Regions from separate parts of the Zea mays genome. Here region 1 is linked to region 2. The links are chromatin contacts, called in public Hi-C maps. All regions are on one chromosome and are shown on one strand. Each heading gives the region's core, a stretch centred on a gene start, on an enhancer-like site or on the middle of the called end of the contact. The rest is flanking DNA. Distances are from core to core; before and after follow the strand shown. Region 1 has its middle 6.8 kb from the start of LOC103648727. Region 2 has its middle 74 kb from the start of LOC103646579.

Region 1 (3,237 bases), core at 355-2,854, 160 kb before region 2:
AATGGGATTCTCTCTTCCCAAAGGAAGAGTTGGATATCAACATGTTAAAAGCTACTGCAAAGTCTATGGTTTCCTCTCTCTTCTAATTCCAACTACTATATCCAAAACCTTCATAAAACGCCTCGAAATCTGCACTTATTGTACCTACATGCCCATTGTGACCACTATGAAGTGCTTCTCACTAATATGTATAGCTCTAACCATGTCAACTAAAGTCTCGCCTAGCACTTTCGTCATGGTCTATTTGGGGGGACATATGTGCTAATTATATTCAGGACCAAATCACCCACAACAAGCTTGACTAAAATAACTATATCTATTTGCCTTCTCACATCCACCACACCGTTCTTAACTCCTACTCCATTTATATTTGTGGCTATCCCTGTATTCCAAAATTTGAAGCTAGTATTGTCCACCTCCTTCACCTTTTGGCTCTTCTATTTAGTCCCTTGAACATATAATATATTTATACACCTCCTAGTTGGTGTCTCAACTAACTTCCTTCACATACTTGTAAGCAACCTATATTTCGAATATCTAAACGAACTTTACTAGCTTCCTTACCCTTTGCACTTGCCGATGATGTGAAGACCCTTGCATATTTTTCAGTACACCAGAACGCTGACATAGTGCACCACTAAGAAAGTAGAGACACGGTCCTTACTCACTTGACATTATGCCCGGTTCAAAACAACACAACACCAAAGGCGATGTGGATCTGACCCATGCCAATTTAACACCATACTAGGGTTTTGATGTGGTTGTGTCGCTAAGAGGGTTACATGACAACATAAATCCTTCATATTTCACCTCCATTAGAATGGGGAGATTTAGATTTGGCTCACCAAACCTATTATAATGGTTCTTCTTTGTCGGGACTTGAGAATATAGACGAGATTTTTTTTAATAGCAGAGAAGTCTAAAAATACCTTTTCAATTAAGAAAGATAAGTAAAATTTATTGAATAACCAGTACAATGCACGTGCGCTGTGACAAGCCCAGTAAACCAGTGTGATGAACCATCCCCACAAAAAGATACCCATAAAAATAAATTTAATATCAAAGTGAACATATGATCCATATATCAGATATTAAACTGATAAGAACAAATATTACACTTTATCTTAGACAAAAGACCGAGCAAAGGTATAAGTTAAAAAGGAGCCTGACTTCTTTTTTATAGCTCGCTCCTTCTCTTTCTGATAACAAGATGTTACTATATGGGAGTGTTGCGCTATGTGTGGCTTTCTGTCCTGTTGAGCTCACGGCTTATAGATAACGACCCACTGGTAGGCGAGAAGCAGGGGATAGAAACGGACATACGCGCTTCGGGCGTGACGCACGATGCACATGTGTAGACCACATGTTAAATTAGAAAAAAGTATAACGATTTTTTATTAAAGAGACAATGGTGGAAACTAAAAAAGAACTTGTGTTTTATAAGAGTAGAGATAGAGATTGAATGATATGAAATGGACCTTTTCCTATCGACTCTAGACATCATTTTGTTTTTTGCTTTAGCCCGCGATAATAAGCCCAGTGGGTTTTCCCCTCTGCGTTTCTCCGTGGCCGTGGGCCAAAGCCAAAGCCAAACCCATATTATACTTCTCTGTGGAACCTCATCGAGGCGCCGCCTGCCGCGGTATAACTCGGTCACCTCGCCGGGTTCTGCTCGGTTCGTTTGTGGGGAATGGGAGGTTGAATCCACGGAGGCGGGACAACCCGGCCAAGGCGCCAACATCTTCCAAGCCTTTACAGAGGCTGGGCTGCACCGCTGGAGAGGACATTTCACACTACCACCCAGGCGAATGCTAACTTTTATTACTAATAATGTTGCAAGTATGTCGGAGTTGTTGCTCTACTTAGAGGTTACTGTGGGTTTTGTTCTTTATTGCTAATAATGTAATAGACAGCTCTCTCTTACTTGATTCATTTTTTGAAAGAAAAAAAAATACCCCCTACATTTAAAAATGAACCCACAGCTAAAATTTTAAACAATCAACTATTTTAAAGTTTAACTAGGTTTGTAGCGAATACAAACTATATCTCTGAACAGGTTTATATTATGAGAATATATGTATGGCGTGATCAGTCTACTCACGCTCATCTACTGTTACAATAATTTACGGCACTAGTATTTTCTTGTGTATATTCAGTTAATTTCAAGATCCAGTACTTTTCTTTTTCGTAATGTGAGCAATTCGCTGCTGGTACTGGGGGCGTTGCTGCTGATACGTGCCTGTCAATAGTGTGGACCAGCGCCTGTTGTGCTTTCGTTCTTGAATCAGCTCTGATATGCCCATCCTTATCCTTTCTCTGAATCTACAGGGTGGCGCGCGCGACAGACAGACAGACGCAACGCAAGACATGTTTGATGGCGCCACCAATTCTTGCCTTCCGATCCCCAACCCCTCCCTGAATAGGCAGTCGGTCTTTACATATACATATATAATCTAATATTCCTTATTAATTTTGCGTTCAATTTGTTTCCAGGACCACCAGTTTAGCCGCTGAGTCGTCGCTTTTATATATCTAGCAAAAAAAAAGGCCATCGATGTGGATTCCGCTGTGCTAGCAAGTCACACTGTCTCAGGTAAGGCTCCTATCACTTCACAGTGCGTGCAAGTTAACTTTTGCCACCGGTAGTTGTTGATCAATCACCTCGCTCGTCGACCTAGTACCAGTAGTGTCGAGTCACACTCACTTGACGATTCAGGGTTTGGTTGGCGTCCATTCTTTCGCCTTCGTCCTTGCAAGTTAATAACGTGCTGTTCCTAATCCCTGCAAGTGTTATTTTTAGGTGATTGGTCCAGCACTCACCACGCGTCTCTCTTCTTGGGGTTTGGTTGGTTGGCTCCGGCCATGTTGTTCACTTGCCTGCCTTTCTGAGCTTGAAACAGACCTAGCTATATGTACCAGAGGTGGCCTGCACAGCACATGCATGTATGCCCCCCCACCCTGGGCCGGCATATCGTTTGGTACAAAGCTCGCATCGCACATGCAGCACCTCACCTGTGAGCCCACCCTCCCAAACAGCATTATATTAGCAACATTGGTAGGGGATTTTGTTTACCAAGCCTGCAATGCATTATTATCTTTCTGGAAAAGAAATACTTTGATTCGTCTTCCTGTGAGTGTAGACATCTGCCACTACTGCTGTACTATGGAATAATATATAGACGATATCGGGCCCCAGTCAATCGTAGCTCAGGCTATCAGCTTCTTTTTGTTTGATTC
Region 2 (3,253 bases), core at 722-3,221:
TAATACTATTTGAGCACTGTGTGATGATGTCCATGTTATGTAACTGTTGTGTACGTGAATTGCTGATCCTGGCACGTACATGGTTCGCATTCGGTTTTCCTTCTAAAACCGGGTGTGACATTTGGTTTATCTGAATGAAAGCTTTATAATCACGGCACGTAATGTCTCCCGTTCCCACCGGATCTCTAACCGGGTTTTGAGGCTGAAACCCGAGAAATCGTCTATCTTATGGGTTTTAGACCAAACCACAAAGTCGCTCGTGAGTAGTGTATCTAATATGCTCCTCCATGATATCGACGTGTGTCACCACCAGGTCTTGACCACTCGATCATGAAGTCCTCTAACGCCTCCACTTGACTTCGTAAACCATCTTCTTGACTTATGTCCACTCCTCCATAGAACAATATTAGCCACCACAGTCATTTCTTTGTCTTTTTCAATCCATCGGTTGAAGCCTTGATATCTGTCCTTCCCCGCTCTTAGTCTATCGGCATAGATCTGCTTGACCTTGACCAAGCTCCACACTTCCACACGACTAACCAAGAGATATCTTGCACCACACACTCACACAATGGGTAGTCAATAAAATGAACTAAAGTCGATTATCTCATTGACAATCACTCATCACACTTAAACACCATAGACATATATCAACCACATGTTCCCATAAGCGATTCTAAATTTCCTTGCAATGCAAAGGCTAAAGCTGAAACCAGATCAGATGTAATATTTTTCATGATGTCTGCAGCTGCATAACACATAGAATTTCATGATTTACATGCTGAAAGGACCGGGCGAGGAGTTAAGGTGATATCTTTTGGATCCCTTCATTTTGAAGGAACTATAGAATCTACTTGATGGAGTAGTCTATTTAGCATAGAAGTTGATATTTCATAATTTCTAAAGTTAGGCCTATCTTAAATTCATGGGATAAAAGATTAGAATATTGATGATTCCATAGGTTCTAATGCTATTTTTTTACTGTCCAACTTATAGCACGCCCTTTGATTCGCTCAGATGCAGCAGAAGTGCGGACATAAGTATCATTTCTATATAACTAACAATAGTATACAAATATGTTTTCACTAACGGTTCTTTAATCGTGCCCACTAGTTTATTATCATTGGCGCGTGATAATCAAAACCGCATGTACAAATTAGACCCCACCGCAGGTTTATAGCTCTTTCCTACTAACGTTCTATATACAATTATATTAGCTCAAATTGATATTTTTCACATATAACTATATTAGCGTAACTGATTGTTGTGCAAATTATAATTATTAATGTAATTAAATTTCAAAGATGCAAACGGGGCCTGAGAAACTATCCACGTTTGCACTGCCTTCGCACAACCCAACATGGACCGTGGGTATCATGAGCGGAGGACATGCATGTATAGTACACGTACACGTGTGTAGCTGCAGCACGTACTTACAATGCTTTTGTTTGAGTAACTAGCTAGCTTAGTAGCATGATTAGATTTTGCACAAATTAAAGTTGTTGAAACGCCACATATATATGAGCTCAGCTTGACTTTGCGCGAGCATCCATCTATCATGTCCTTTATTTCAGGAATCAATGTCCAGTACGTGTCGTCGTCGTCGTCCTAAATGTAGTTACCTAGCTCTAAATTCTAATTTACCCCGGCAAGGAAGCTCGCTTTTGCGTCAATGATAGGGTCAATAATGCTGTGCAAATATGCTGGGGAGGAGGCATGATTCGTCCAATCTTTGCAGGGACAAAGACGGGGGTGGTTTTTTTTTTTCAAAAGGCAAAAAAGAGCGAATGAATTGAATGTGCAACAGGGCCGGGATGTGATCTTTGCAGTGTAGCATCATGATGTTCTTGTTGACGCGGTGTGGTACCTTCTGATGAAAGGCAATTGACTTGCATTCATGCATGGGGAGGCAGCCGCAGCAGGGGCGCAATGAGAAGTGAGGCCGTGAGGGTAACTTTTGTCTGGAGCTCCTTTTGTGGTACGTACGTAATGCATGCCTGTGGGGCCGGGGGCATTGTTCCCAGGTGATGACGCAGCGATGACGACGACCGGCCGGTCGAGTTGAGAGGTAAGTCAGATACATAGATACCTATTATTAGTTGGAGATGTTTCTCTAAATTTTGCTCTTTGTTTCTTTGCCATTCTAAAGACACCAGGAAAATACTCTGCGAACACATAGTTAAAATGCGCCTATATGTGTTACGATGATTATCAATGAAACGACCAGCTTTGGTTTGGTAATGAGGCTAACCATGACGTGAGTATTGGTATTTTACAACATATTTCTTGGCTTGTGAAGGGTGCAGGTGTTAAGTGTTGAGACGACCAATAACAGAGAAGGCCAAGTGAGTTGAGTTCATGCCGATAGACCGGGTGTTGACGTGGATCCGTGTGTCAATCACTAAAGAGGTGCACCGGCGGCAGTGCTCTCTAAGGTGGCGCGGACGATCCGCGATCTAGGGACGGACGGTCCGCGTCCTAGTGGCAGGAGCGGGTTTTCCGTGCGTCGAGCCGGATGGTCCGCGCCTGGTGGCCATATGGTCCGCGCGTGCGCAGGGACGATGACGTTTGCCAACAGTACCTGGATCTCGTCCCCCGGGAGGGACCCCGTCAGTTGGGGTAAGATCCTAGGCTTTGTGTTGGGGTCGACAGGCCACCCAATACACACCTAGACGACGTAGAGTCGAAGAGAGGTGAGATGAAAATTGGATGGCTACGTCACTGCTACTCTTAGGGCAAAACGTAAAGGAATTAATAAACGTGTTGATTGGTTCGATTATTGGTGCCCGCAATTGATCGTACCCCTTCATATATATAGGGGAGGTCTAGACCCGTTCCTAGGCGTTACCCAACAGAATCTGAGAGTTTAGATGTATAAATATGCACGGAAAATGGGTTAATCACTTCTGATTAGATCTAATCGTGGATCATCCGCGCATAAGGGCGGACCGTTCAGCCACAGAGCCAGACCGTCCGGCCTTTCCAGGTCGCACATATGGTGCTCAACACATGCCCCCTGTGTTTTGGAAAAGCTGAGCGAACCAAAAGTACTTGGAACAAGGCATTAGCAACCTGATGAGTAAACATTAGTTCTTTAAGCGTTTTGCCATACACTTGGATGATAACGCTTTAGGAAACAACCATTCAATGCTTTAGGTAGCTCATCACCTTGCAAAGTCTCTAGCATGTATGCATTACCAGATATTATCAGTGTGATTCTATAAGGCACTTCCTAGCTTGGGAACCACTTGCT

The links. Hi-C and Micro-C count contacts between places; a contact is called where the count stands out from the background.
Region 1: a Hi-C map of tassel shows a contact between it and region 2, with 3 times the contacts expected there. The contact joins two enhancer-like sites. A contact is called at or near these places in 2 of 25 Hi-C or Micro-C datasets (ear and tassel).

Annotation. Positions count from the first base shown.
Region 1 is chr2:73,860,283-73,863,519 of Zm-B73-REFERENCE-NAM-5.0, reverse strand. It overlaps the pseudogene LOC111590957. Among protein-coding and RNA genes, the nearest start is that of LOC103648727, 6.8 kb to the left of the region's middle. Within about 2 kb of position 1,604, at least 15 of the 20 cell types and tissues checked have an H3K27ac peak or open chromatin away from gene starts, as enhancers often do. A contact at or near this core is called in ear and tassel, where this site is marked.
Region 2 is chr2:73,703,084-73,706,336 of Zm-B73-REFERENCE-NAM-5.0, reverse strand. No RefSeq gene overlaps it. Among protein-coding and RNA genes, the nearest start is that of LOC103646579, 74 kb to the right of the region's middle. Within about 2 kb of position 1,971, at least 9 of the 20 cell types and tissues checked have an H3K27ac peak or open chromatin away from gene starts, as enhancers often do. A contact at or near this core is called in ear and tassel, where this site is marked.